Regions from separate parts of the Gossypium hirsutum genome. Here regions 1 and 3 are each linked to region 2. Evidence: chromatin contacts called from public Hi-C data. All regions are on one chromosome and are shown on one strand. The core of a region is the stretch at or near the end of the contact, and the rest is flanking DNA. Distances in the headings are between cores, read along the strand shown.

Evidence for each region. A called contact is a pair of places that touch in the nucleus more often than the background predicts.
Region 1: a Hi-C map of leaf shows a contact between it and region 2, with 2.2 times the contacts expected there. The contact joins the promoter of LOC107948371 here to the promoter of LOC107948373 in region 2. A contact is called at or near these places in 15 of 34 Hi-C or Micro-C datasets (anther, callus, hypocotyl and 3 more).
Region 3: a Hi-C map of leaf shows a contact between it and region 2, with 2.7 times the contacts expected there. The contact joins the promoter of LOC107948374 here to the promoter of LOC107948373 in region 2. A contact is called at or near these places in 8 of 34 Hi-C or Micro-C datasets (callus, leaf and petal).

The regions. Positions count from the first base shown.
Region 1 is chrA04:66,420,706-66,424,679 of Gossypium_hirsutum_v2.1, forward strand. It overlaps LOC107948371 (translin), which reads left to right and starts at 2,156. Exons shown (of 7, transcript XM_016882883.2): 1 at 2,156-2,530; 2 at 2,619-2,715; 3 at 2,812-2,927; 4 at 3,019-3,063; 5 at 3,620-3,645; 6 at 3,889-3,974. The coding sequence starts at 2,173.
Region 2 is chrA04:66,257,405-66,261,610 of Gossypium_hirsutum_v2.1, forward strand. It overlaps LOC107948373 (OVARIAN TUMOR DOMAIN-containing deubiquitinating enzyme 12), which reads right to left and starts at 2,605. Exons shown (of 10, transcript XM_016882887.2): 1 at 531-2,605; 2 at 275-438; 3 at 30-103. The coding sequence starts at 954.
Region 3 is chrA04:66,123,248-66,127,199 of Gossypium_hirsutum_v2.1, forward strand. LOC107948374 (RNA polymerase sigma factor sigF, chloroplastic) reads right to left here and starts at 1,461. Exons shown (of 8, transcript XM_016882897.2): 1 at 1,132-1,461; 2 at 522-682; 3 at 240-355; 4 at 1-128. The coding sequence starts at 1,225.

The DNA of each region.
Region 1 (3,974 bases), core at 906-3,405, 160 kb after region 2:
GGCATCATCGTCGGGACCTCAAGATTCACACGTCGTGACCTAACGATCCGATGTCATGACTTCAACAATTTTTATTTTGTTATGTCACTTACTGTTTGTGCCTTCTTCAAACTGGTCTCACTTAGTGTCACGCCCTCATACCATGCATGTCGCAAAGTTGCCTTCAAATCTCCAACATATCATTCCAAACAGTTTCTCACATTGAGGCCTCTTATCTACTGATGCCACGACCTTATGGCTAGTCATCTCCTAACACCACGTTGTGACTTCTGACATCACCACGTCTCGATGTTAGGACCATGACATGCTTCTTTCTTTATTTCTAGAGCATGAAGTGAAAGCCATTAGAGCTATCCCTATAAGACTATTCATTATAGTTGACAAGATTGTTTGGCACTTTACCAAAGATGACAAATACATAGTTAAATATGGGTATAATCTTTCAAGGTAGCTAAAGCATATAAATGAAGCAGGTGGTACTTATTCGAGAAGTAATAGACAAAGCTCAATTTGGAACTCGATATGGAAAATTCAAGGTACCTTAAGAGTTAAGAATTTCATACAGAGAACTTGTAATAATGTTATCGAGCTTTGTCAAACAAGTGTCCAAGATACAATGATGAGGTTGAATCTCTTGAGCATATTTTGTTTGGCTGTCGAATTGTAAAAGCGGTTTGGAGAGCATCTTCGCTTCACTATGATCCTACAAAAACCGCATCTTCGCTTCACTATGGTCCTACAAATATTGATTTCTCTAGCTTTTTTAACTGGTGGATTGAGACAAATGAGCAATTTCTAAATTTTGGGTCTTCTTCGACCACAAGTATGACAGCTTGGGTATGTTGAGAAATATAGAGTTGGAATTTATGGATGTCTGAAAGCATTAATACTGACCCCATACAAATTTGGAGTGATGCTTGGAGGATTTTTTGAGTCTCTAAAGACTGAGGAGAATGCTTTGTCCCAATCAGCGCCTTGAATATTCGACTACTTCATGGAGCCCGCCTCTGTATAGTGTTATTAGATGCTTCCTTTGATAAGCAAATGCTACATTTGCCTGGGGGCCGTGGCAGCGATGGTTTATTCATTAGAGGTGCAAATGCCTTAATCTTTGATGGATTTCCTTTTGTGGTATGATAAAAACTAAAGGTGAGTAAAATTCGATTCGATTAAAAAAATTGAAAAAAAATTCGAATTATTCGAATTGAATTAATTGAGTTAATTGAATCAACTTAATTTTTTTTCGAATTTCAAGTTTAAATCAAATTAAATTTTTTAATTCGAATAAGCCAAATACTAAACCGTTTTACTCCCTTCCCCCGCCCCCACTCAAACCCTTTTATTTTTCCTCAACCCCTGAAATTTTTTTCCCCATAAAAAATTACTTTTCCCAAACCCCTGAACTATTTTTTTCTTTTACTTTCTCTCCAAAACTTTTACTTCTCCAAATCCCTATCTTTTTTCCTTTTGCTTTCTTTTAAACCCTAAATTTTTTTTTCGAATTTATATCTACTATTTATGTTATTGAATTAAATTTCACATTTTGTACTATTTATTTATTGAATTGTTTAATCATGATGAATCTTTATTAATATGTTAAAATTGAATTATTAATAATGCCATAAAATATTCATGTTAAATATTTTATGTTTGTATCAATTTCATATTTTATCTTTAAAATAATTTATCAGAAGATAATTGAAATAACTAAATAATCAAAATAGCTGACAAGTATATAAAAGACTAATAAATAAATTACGGATGGATGGAAGTTAATAGCATTACGGTGGACAAATTTATTTTTTTAATTTACTATTTGATTTGATTCGAATTCCATCTTACTCGATTCGATTCGAAAAAAATTTAAATCAAATTAGGATGATAAAATAGGATTCATCAACTCAATTAACTCAACTTTTTCCATTCAATTCGATCAGATTTAACGCTCACCCCTATTAAAAATAAAATTTTTCACTTTACTTATTCAAGTGTATTTAATATTAGAATATTTATTTAACAAAATGGACCGACTTTATCATCACTGATTGATCGAATGATCAGAAATTGATTTGATTTTCAGTGCGAAAGTTGAATGGGAGGGTGTGGAATACACCGCACTGCACATATATAAAAAACATAAAATGATAAAATAAAGTGAACAAATTTCAAATTATGAAATCAGCGTTACGGAACGCTTACTACTTCACTCTCTCTCGCTACTCCTTAAACCCTAACCCCTCACTTCTTCAAATTGCTCCCTTCATTTCCACTTTTCCTTCGCTTCCCTCTGTCCTTTCCAGAAACCATCCCTTTCGTTCCCCTCTCTGCGCCACTCTCATGGCCGGCGGTGATTACGACTCGCCGCAAACCTCTCCTTCTCTGGAGAAACAGTTCGAGAAGTTCCGAGTCCAGCTTGAAGATTCTGGCAGCTTACGGGAACGCATACGCGCCGTCGTTCTGGAAATGGAGTCGGCGACTAGGCTCATGCAAGCTAGCCTCCTCCTCGTTCACCAATCTAAACCAATTCCCGGTAACATTCTTCTTTTGCTTCTTCAAATTATATGGTTTTTGGAATATTACCTATTTTATAATTTTTACGCATATGTTTATATCAACAGAGGTTTTGCAGAAGGCAAATTCTCAGATTAACGTACTAAAGGGTCTTTACAATAAACTTGCTGAAGTTGTTAGGGAATGCCCTGGACAATATTACAGGTGAGATTCATTGGAGATTTTGGTTAATTTCAAATTTTATTTTAGTAGAAATTTTTGTGTTCTTGATGTGGTGTTCGGGTGTGTTACTGTGTTTAGGTATCATGGGGATTGGAGGAGTGAAACTCAAATGGTAGTTTCTTTGCTTGCCTTTATGCATTGGTTGGAAACTGGAAATCTGCTTATGCATACTGAAGCTGAGGAAAAACTTGGATGTATGTTTCAGTAATGAATATTTATTCGGTTTTACGAGTAATTTTTGTATTTGCTAATGAAGACAAATGAGAAAGTTGGTTGTTTTGGCAGTGAACAATTCGGATTTTGCTTTAGACCTGGAGGATTATCTTGTTGGTATGTGCTGAAAGCTTCTCTAATTGAAGAGTTCTATACTCTCATGGATTGAACCGTTTGTTCCGTACTATTTTTTTCTCTAATCTTTTAAAGATTCAATTTTCTTTAGCTAGCCTGAAGTATTCTAGTTATTGAATGGCAAGTAAATGTGATTGACCACATCAATAGGCAGGATGAAATTCTTTGTACATTCTAATGCATTAGAGTCTTTTTCTTTATTAAAATGGCCAGGGTAGTTAACTGAACTTCAGTTTTCCATTTTTTTGGTTCATCTTATTCAAATGAGGACTGTCTCGTCAGACCAATTGATACTTGTGTTAAAATATTTTTAAGAGATTCACCTATCATATATGCTGTTTGTATTTTTGGATGAACTAAATGAAGCATTGTTGATTAATCACCTTTTCTGATTATTGTCATTCTTCAGTTTTTATGGTTTTTCTCCCTATATGTGCAAGAAACATGCAATGTCTATTACTTTGCATCTGAATTTGAGGGTTATTATTTTTCTGCCAATTGAATATACTGATCTGGGAATCTTTTTGATCTCTTGCAGGTGTTTGTTTCATGTCAAATGAAATGGTAAGAAATATGTCAGAAACTTGCTTTCCCGGGCTTTTCAAATTGACAAATGCGTTCTTCCTAGTCTATTGTTTTCGTGTATTTTTTATTCAGATGTTTAATGAGACTGCAAGTTAGAAAAGACTTGTTGGAATGTGATAATTCCAAATGGAACATTATGGTTTTGAACAACTGGTGAAATACTGCATTGGGAAATGTGGCAACAAGGCTTAACATAACATGCATTTCTCTTCGTTTTAACAGCCGAGATATGTGGTGAATCAAGTGACAGCTGGTGACTATGATTGTCCAAGAAAGGTGTTGAAGTTCTTGACAGATCTTCATGCGGC
Region 2 (4,206 bases), core at 1,355-3,854:
TATAGAAGAAAAACAAAAAGAATAATCACCTGTTTAACAACCTTTCATGATCAGACATTGCTTCATCAATTGAAGGTATTTCGCCATTGATTCTAGGGAAATGCTGCAACAAACAGATTCAAATGCATTAGAAGAAAATGGCAGAATTGCAGGTTCTCATGCATCAACCAAAATTAAGTCATTTTAACAATTTTAAATGCAAATCAGAGGATCACGTAAATGGACATAATAAAAATAAATAATAAACGACAACACTTTTATAAGGTAAACTTACAGGAATAGGAATCATTTGATTCAACCTCTTGCCTAAATAATCATCTAGTATATAATATCCATCAGTCGGCTCCAAAGAGCTGGAAAAATCCTCCGAATCACTAGGGCTAGAGCACGAACTAGGTGGCACCAAAACATCAGATTCATCCTGGCCATATTCATAGGCTGCACATTGTGGCAAAATAAATTCCAAATAGTGGTAATCTTATAAATACCATGAAAATGATATAAACATGATAGGAAAAGCTTCTAGACACCTGAATAATTGTAGTTTGTTGCTAATGGACTATACCAATCATGAGGTCCACTGGATGCTTGCAATTGTTGTTCATCAGCATGAGAAAATTGAGAAGCTTCTGCTACATCGAGATGTGAGAACTCTTCCTGAAGGATACCAGCAATGACCTTATCATTCTCTATCTGGCTGCTTTGAGTATCCGTATGACCTCTAAAATCATGCATGTGATGATACATTTCACCATTATCATGCTGTATTGTATAACTATATACGGAAGGATAAAACAGGTCACCCCCCAGAACCCAATGCATGAAATCTGAATCTTGCTGATTCATAATCATCAACTTCAAACAAACACTTGACCATCTGTACAAGCAATTCTTAATTAGATATTTGTTCACACATAAAAAGAAAAAAAAAAGCATTTGGATATCCGTATTCATGCATGAAGAAATAAATCCTAAAACTGCAATTACCCTGAAAACCACAGGGCAAAGGCTCTGCTGCAAGCATCAAACTAAGAAACTGCAGCAATACATTTTCTTTGTGGAAAGTTATGGAAACCTAGAAAGCTAAGTAGTCATATCTATTTGCTCTAGTTTTTTCAAACTATTTAAGTCAATTGTCTATACAGCACCAAGTTCTACATGAACTATATTTGTATTGATGATACTTTGTGAAAGTTCATTCAAAATAATTAAAATTAATTGCAAAAAGATACTAAAAATTCTGTAAATAAACAAATGATGAAGTATCAATTTATTTTCTTCAATCTGAGGATACCTTCTCCTTCAAATATATCTTTAAAAAAAGTAAGCACTATTGATAATGAGTTAAGAATCAAGACCACCTTGTCTAAAAAGAAACCCAAAAGGAGTTATGAGAAAGATATTCTTTTCATTTCAGACAAAACCCCAAATAAGAATAACTTTGTAATAAAGGCAACAAAAAGGACTACATTAAAAAAGTTTGTTTTAGTGGATTTTCATTGCACCACAGAATAAAAATGTTAGCTCTCTAAATTTACCGGTGGAATCAATTCTATTCTATCCTAAAGCAACCATCTTAAAAGATAATAAATAAAAAATTGTCGAAGTCAAATTAGATAAAAATACTTTCTTTATTTACACTTTGATCTAGATCCAATTCTAAGATGCTCTCCACTTACGGTTTCATTTCTGAATAAACTACTGAAAATTTAATGACGAAAACGACAATTAATTCTTTAAGGTTTCTCTTATGCCTGGATATAATTTACAGTTCATACACACGATTTCATAACATATACAAAACCATGGAAACCACAAAGCACAAAACTCAAAATTTCCAAAAAAAAAAAAACACGTCGATTCAAATGAAAACTTGATGTAGCCGATCAAACATAGAAACACAAGGATTAAAAAGAAAAAATCCGAACTTTATCATTAAGCAACCTAAAAACATGAAAAAGAAAAAAACCCAGAATTCAGAAAACACTAATAAACAATACGAATTAAACCCAGAAATAGGTGATCATTTCCAAGTCCATTCAATCAAAACAATAAAAAAAGATCTGGAATTTACAGTACTCACCAAACCAGGAAGGTTGAAACTTTAGTTTCAAAAGGAAAAAACAAGACACAAAAGCAAACAAGGAACTATTTCACAAGAAACAATGGAGTACACGAGTGACTTAAGATAACGATCGAACGTTGAATTTTTTGAAACGAAAAAAAAAATACATAAATAAAAAAAGGGGAAAAAGCTAAAACAGCTTCATTTTGACGTATTTATAAACAAATTGTTGTTTCCCGCGGGCGTTAAAAAGACAAGCAAGTCCCGATCCGATTCCGTACGGATGGCCCTTTCAACCGTTGGATCAGAGTTTCGAGCGGACGTGATATTCCGTTGAGTTTAAGCGGCATCTTCTAATTCCATTTAATGAGTTGTTCTGAATTTTTAAAGGAGACCGGCGAATAATTGGTTTTTGAGTTGAAAACTATGCAAAATGAAGTGTTTGAGATCCTTCCATTAATTGGAGCAATTACGAGATCTAGGGCTGTAATTTCGTGAATTTGGTCTGCTTAGGTTGCTGCGAATTTGACGGTTCTGACCTTTGCCTTGAAATCAATTTTATTACCTAAGATTTCAATTAACAATTTAAAATGGTTGCTATTCGGAAAAAGAGAAAATACAATTTAAAAATGGTCCAAAACAGTCCAACTCCGTCCTCTCTCATATTCACATCAACATCATACTAGGTACCTCATCTTATTTTTATTCAAGTTTTTATATTTGTATCCACATTTGGATTTGCTAGTAAACTCAAACATTTTACGAGTTGCATGAAAATTGCAATAATTTGTTTATTTTATTTTGACAATTGTAAATTATACATCATCTTCATTTTAAGTACTCAAAATAAAATAAAAAATTATGATTTAAGTACTCATATTAATTATTTTGGTCAATTATAAGCGATTAATTGACATGGCAATTACAAAAATCAATATAATAATAAATTTAGCTCTTAAATTTTTACATATTATATTAATTTAGTTATAATTTTAAAAAATTAACTCTCAATTTATAAATTATCTCAATTTAATCCTAATTCTAAAAAATTTAAAGAAATATATAAAAATACATAAATATTTTTTTGAAAAATATAATAATAAATTTATATTTTATATAAATATTTATATTAATATTAAATAAATATAATTATATTAATATTAAATAAAATAAAAATCCCCCCACTCCCGTTGCTCTCTCCCTTCAAACCTCCCCCACCACCGTCCTTGTCTCCCTTCCCCTCACCCCTACTCAAGGCGATGAAAAGTTGTTAGTCTTTTTATTTTGTCTCTCAAAGATGGAATTGAAATAACTTTTTCTGGGAGATTTTTTCGCCTCTTATTTTCTGTTTTTCTTTTTTCTAAGAAGAAACAGAGAAGAGAAAAAATATAGGTAGAGAAAAATAGAGATAATGAGTATAGTGAATGTTAATAGCAACCAAGTTACATTCTTCAAGAGGCATTCTTGGTTGCTTAAAAAATGGGAGGGACAATGGTGGGGGAGGTCCGATGCAGGAGAGAAGAGGGACGAGGATGGGAGAATTTTTGTTTTATTTAATATTAATACTAATATTAATATAAAATTTAAATTTATTATTATATTTTTAAAAATATTTATGTATTTTTATTTTTTAGAAGTAGGATCAAATTGAGATTATTTGTAAATTTTAAGGATTAATTTTTTTAAAATTATGGTTAAATTTCTATAACATGTAAAAGTTGAGGACTAAATTTGTTATTATATCGATTTTTTAACTGTCACGTCAACTTGCTATTTGTGATTTTAACAAGAGTGACCAAATTATTAAACTATGTAACGTGGGTGCTTAAATTACAAACTTCTTATTTTGGATACTTAAAATAAAAAAGTTTTAATAGCTAATTGACTATTTGTGTAGTTCACCCTTAAAAAAAAAACAATACCATACTTTTTTTTAAAAGGAATTGGGCTTGCATTTAAACAAACAAACAGTAAGTCCAACAAGTGAAACCAACAGAAAATAAACCAAACAAAGCAAACCAAAACAAAAGCCCAATACAAACGCCCACTCTGGAAACAAAACCCTAAATAAACAAACGATAAGCAGTTCCAATAGCCAACTAGATGGCAATAGAGGCAGCTAAAACGCCAACAGGTCCCAA
Region 3 (3,952 bases), core at 211-2,710, 140 kb before region 2:
CTGACAATGCTTTCTTAGCAAGGGCAACTACATTACTTGGTTCAAAAGTCATGGTCTCGGTATCAGCTGCAACAGACAGCATATTCAAGGAAGATGATGGATTTTCCCCTAATTCCAAGAGTGCCAATCTGTGATGGGGAAAAAGAAACATGAGGATGCAATTCAATGGGGAAAGATCTACACTCACAACTGTTTTAACAAACGAAGCAATAAATCAGAATTAGCTTGTTTACAATTGCCTTAAATCAGGCCACTGGAGCAACTGCTGTTCAAATTCCTGCTGGCCAATGTTGTCAGATGCCTTCTCTTCTTGAAGTGTTGGCCCATTCCCAATCTGCAGCTTGTCTGTCTCTCTCTGTAATAAAGTAAACTGCGGTATGCTAAGTAAGGAGTTGCCAAAATAATATTTGAGAAAATATATCAATAAAACCAGAGGGAAACAACATTTACCGTTATGCAAACATAAAAAGTTTAGCTTACATCTTGATATATGTCGTGCAAAGATAAAACAGGAGTCTCACCGAGTACGCTTTATCTTCCTTAAGTAAATGCAAGACAGGTAGTGGTCTATAGTCATCCCGCTGCTCTTGTGAGAGAACTGATGTAGGAAAATGCCTAGCTACAGAAGTAATCGGAATAGAAGTCGCAGCAGGGACCGCTTGCTCATGATGAAACAACGCAACTGCATAATAGTACATTGAATAACATAGGAACCTTATCTGAAAGCACTTGAGAGTAAACTACATACTTTCATGCATGACCACATTATAGGCAGTTCTCTAATCTATCTATATACATTTTTATTTGGAACCTAGAAGCTAAACAAGTACATAAACGACAACATGTATTCAAAAACTTTACAAGACTGCAAGCTAAAAGAGTTGAATTTAGGCATTTGACCATTGTAGTAACAGTAAGTTTCCAGTTGTAATTCCCTTCCAATGCCAATAATAATCATACAAAGATCCTTAAGGAACAAAAATGCTTCACAACGAAAATCCCAGGAAAGCTGATTTAACAAGAATATAATTCAAACACCCAATAAGGCAAAACATGTAAATGAAAACTGGGTATTGTACTAACGATAAGAATCAAAAGAAAACATGTTCTAATGCTAGAAATATACGTTACCTGAAGAAGGTGATGGTGAAAAGACAGAATTTTTGAGTTGGGTTCTTGGAGAAATTGTTGGAGGAGAATAAAGCAAATTCCTTGAAGCTTCCATGGATGCAAAAGTAACTATTTGTTTTATCTACAATGTAACCTTAAACATTGCTTGTTTGGTTCTTCTGGGTATGTGTTCCTTATTTTTACTTTGTTCAAAAGCTTTGAACTTTGCAGATAAAGAAGAAGAAGCCAAGCTCGGCTAAGGAAAAAAATCTATTCTTCCCCTTCCACGCTTCAAATTCGATGATCAATGGTTCAAATGGATGAGGTTCGGCCTTGATTTGCTTCAGACCCAATAAAAACAGATTCACAAAAGAAACTTGTAATGACCCAGAATCCAAGTTTAGGCCAGAACTTGATTTTGACAAAGCCCAAGTTACTGGCCCACAACTTATGGTCTAGTTTTGGTTGAGCTTTATTTCATTGAAAAATGTGATCGGCCCAAAGGAGAAGTACAAGAGAGTTCCAAAAGTACTGAAATTACAATCGTATTTCACTTTTTTTACTGCAAGTTTTTATTAAATTCAAGTTTTTTATTGTTTGAATTGCAGGTCAACTATAGCAAAAAAAACTTGATTGATTTAATTTATGAGTTCATACTTAACTATCCCTATTTTTTTCTTTTACACACACCATGACTTGGATGAATTGAATTAGGAATCAGTTACAACTATAAATTCAAAATAATGATTATATTAATTAATTAACAAACCAATTAAACCAATCATAACTGTTAAATTAATTGAACTAAATTTCTCTATTTTCAAAAAACTTTTGGTTTTAAGAATGTAAAATCTGCTCAAACTTCAAAACAAAAATAATTAAATTTTTACTTTTTTTTTATTCTTCTCAATTAGATATTTAAATTATCAAAATGTATTTAAAAAAAAAGTCCTTTTTATCGCTACAATTTGTTAAAGTTAAAGGGTCCTATTTTTTTTTCTTTCTTCATTTAACATATCATGTGTCACTGCGTGATTACAATACATAGAAAAAAAATGACAAAAATGAATAAAATTATAAAAAATATTAAAATTTTATAAAAATATAGAAAAAAATATTAAAATTTTATTAAAATTATAAAAAATATAAACCCTTAAACTACTACACCTTGTTTAAATAAACCCTTAAACTATTTTTGTAGTTAAATAAATATTTTGCTATGATTTTTACCCATAATACCTTTTATTTTATTATTAAAGTTTTTTTTTAATTTTAGTCTCTTAATTTCTTATTGATGCAATAGAAATTTTACAACTTTAAAAATATAAAATTTTAAAAAGTATCAAAATTTTCAAAATATTGATTATATTATGTAATTTCAAGAAATTTTAATATTTTATTTTATTTTTAATTAATAAACTATTCTCATGAAATTCACATCAATATAAAATGAAAATTAGCTTAAAATTTTAAAATATTTTTACTTTAATATTAAAATCAAGAGTTTTCAGGAGTAAAAATTATCGATTAACAGCTTATTTAACTATAAAAATAACAAAGTGCTTGTTTAAACAAGGTATAATAGTTTAAAGCCTTTTTAGTATATGAGTCTTTATTCAATTGAACCCATAGAATGGATTTAATTATTGATTTAGTTTTGAAAACATTGATAACCATAGTAATAAGAGAACTACTACGATATGTTTGGTTTGATGTAATTTAATAGAGAAAAATGTAATAAGTATTCAGTGAGAATGGAATAGAGAAATGATATACATGGTAAACTACATCGCTAGTTACCCTAAAATAGTATCGTTCCTATTTTAGTTACTGAAAATTTATTCTTGTCAATTTAGTTACTCTAGTTAAGATAATTATTCAAATTGATCACTACTGTTAAAAATTTGATTAATCTACTAACAGATTGCTGAAGTGATTTTTTTAACTTTTAATTAAAATTAAGAACTAGTTCAAAATATATTTTTTAAATTTATTTACAATATAAAAACCATCCCGTATCTCTATCCCTCCTCACTTCGCGACCCCGCACCATAAGATATTAACAAATCATATCATATATTCACAAACTGCCTTAGAAACCTGTTTTAAGGGCATCAGTCATCGATGAAGTATTTATCTGTGGCTCTATCGCAGATAAGACAGAATAAATGACACGTGGCCAAGAATTAACAGTCGGTATTAGATCCTTATGAAAGGCTGGATTTGTTGCCAGGGCCACATGTGCAACCTACAGCATAATAAAAAAGTTTTAAATCCAAGCTGACATATAGGAAAAACCATCGAAGCGGAGGACTACTTGACTATTTGCACACAGTTGCTGTCCAAACAAACCTCATAAGCAGTGTCACGCAGCCTTGTGTTCTCAGTTGGTATATATACAGGAAGTTGACGAAGATGAGCAAAATGAAATACCCATCTTTCAAAAGCAATTGAATGCCAGAGATTAACAAGAAATGTAGGAAAAGAATTACATATAACGCCTTTCGGTACCTTTCCCAAGCTGTAGCAGATCCTCGCAACAATTTGGGACACAAGGATGCAGCCTCAATATACTTCCTTTCAACAATCAAGTGATCAAGGTATTTCGATCCCACCTACATGTAAAGCAAATTAGCAGGTAATAAAGCAACAAAAAAAAAATTATGCCATTAACATGGACGACGGATTAGAAACTTAGGCCAACAATATCAGCAATAAAAGGTATTATTTATCACAATTCAAAATTAAAATACAATCATAAGCAGCCAAAATCTTTAATATTATTGGAACAATTAGGTTTAATTAAGAATGCTAGTAGCCAGCAGATTTGTATGGTAACTCA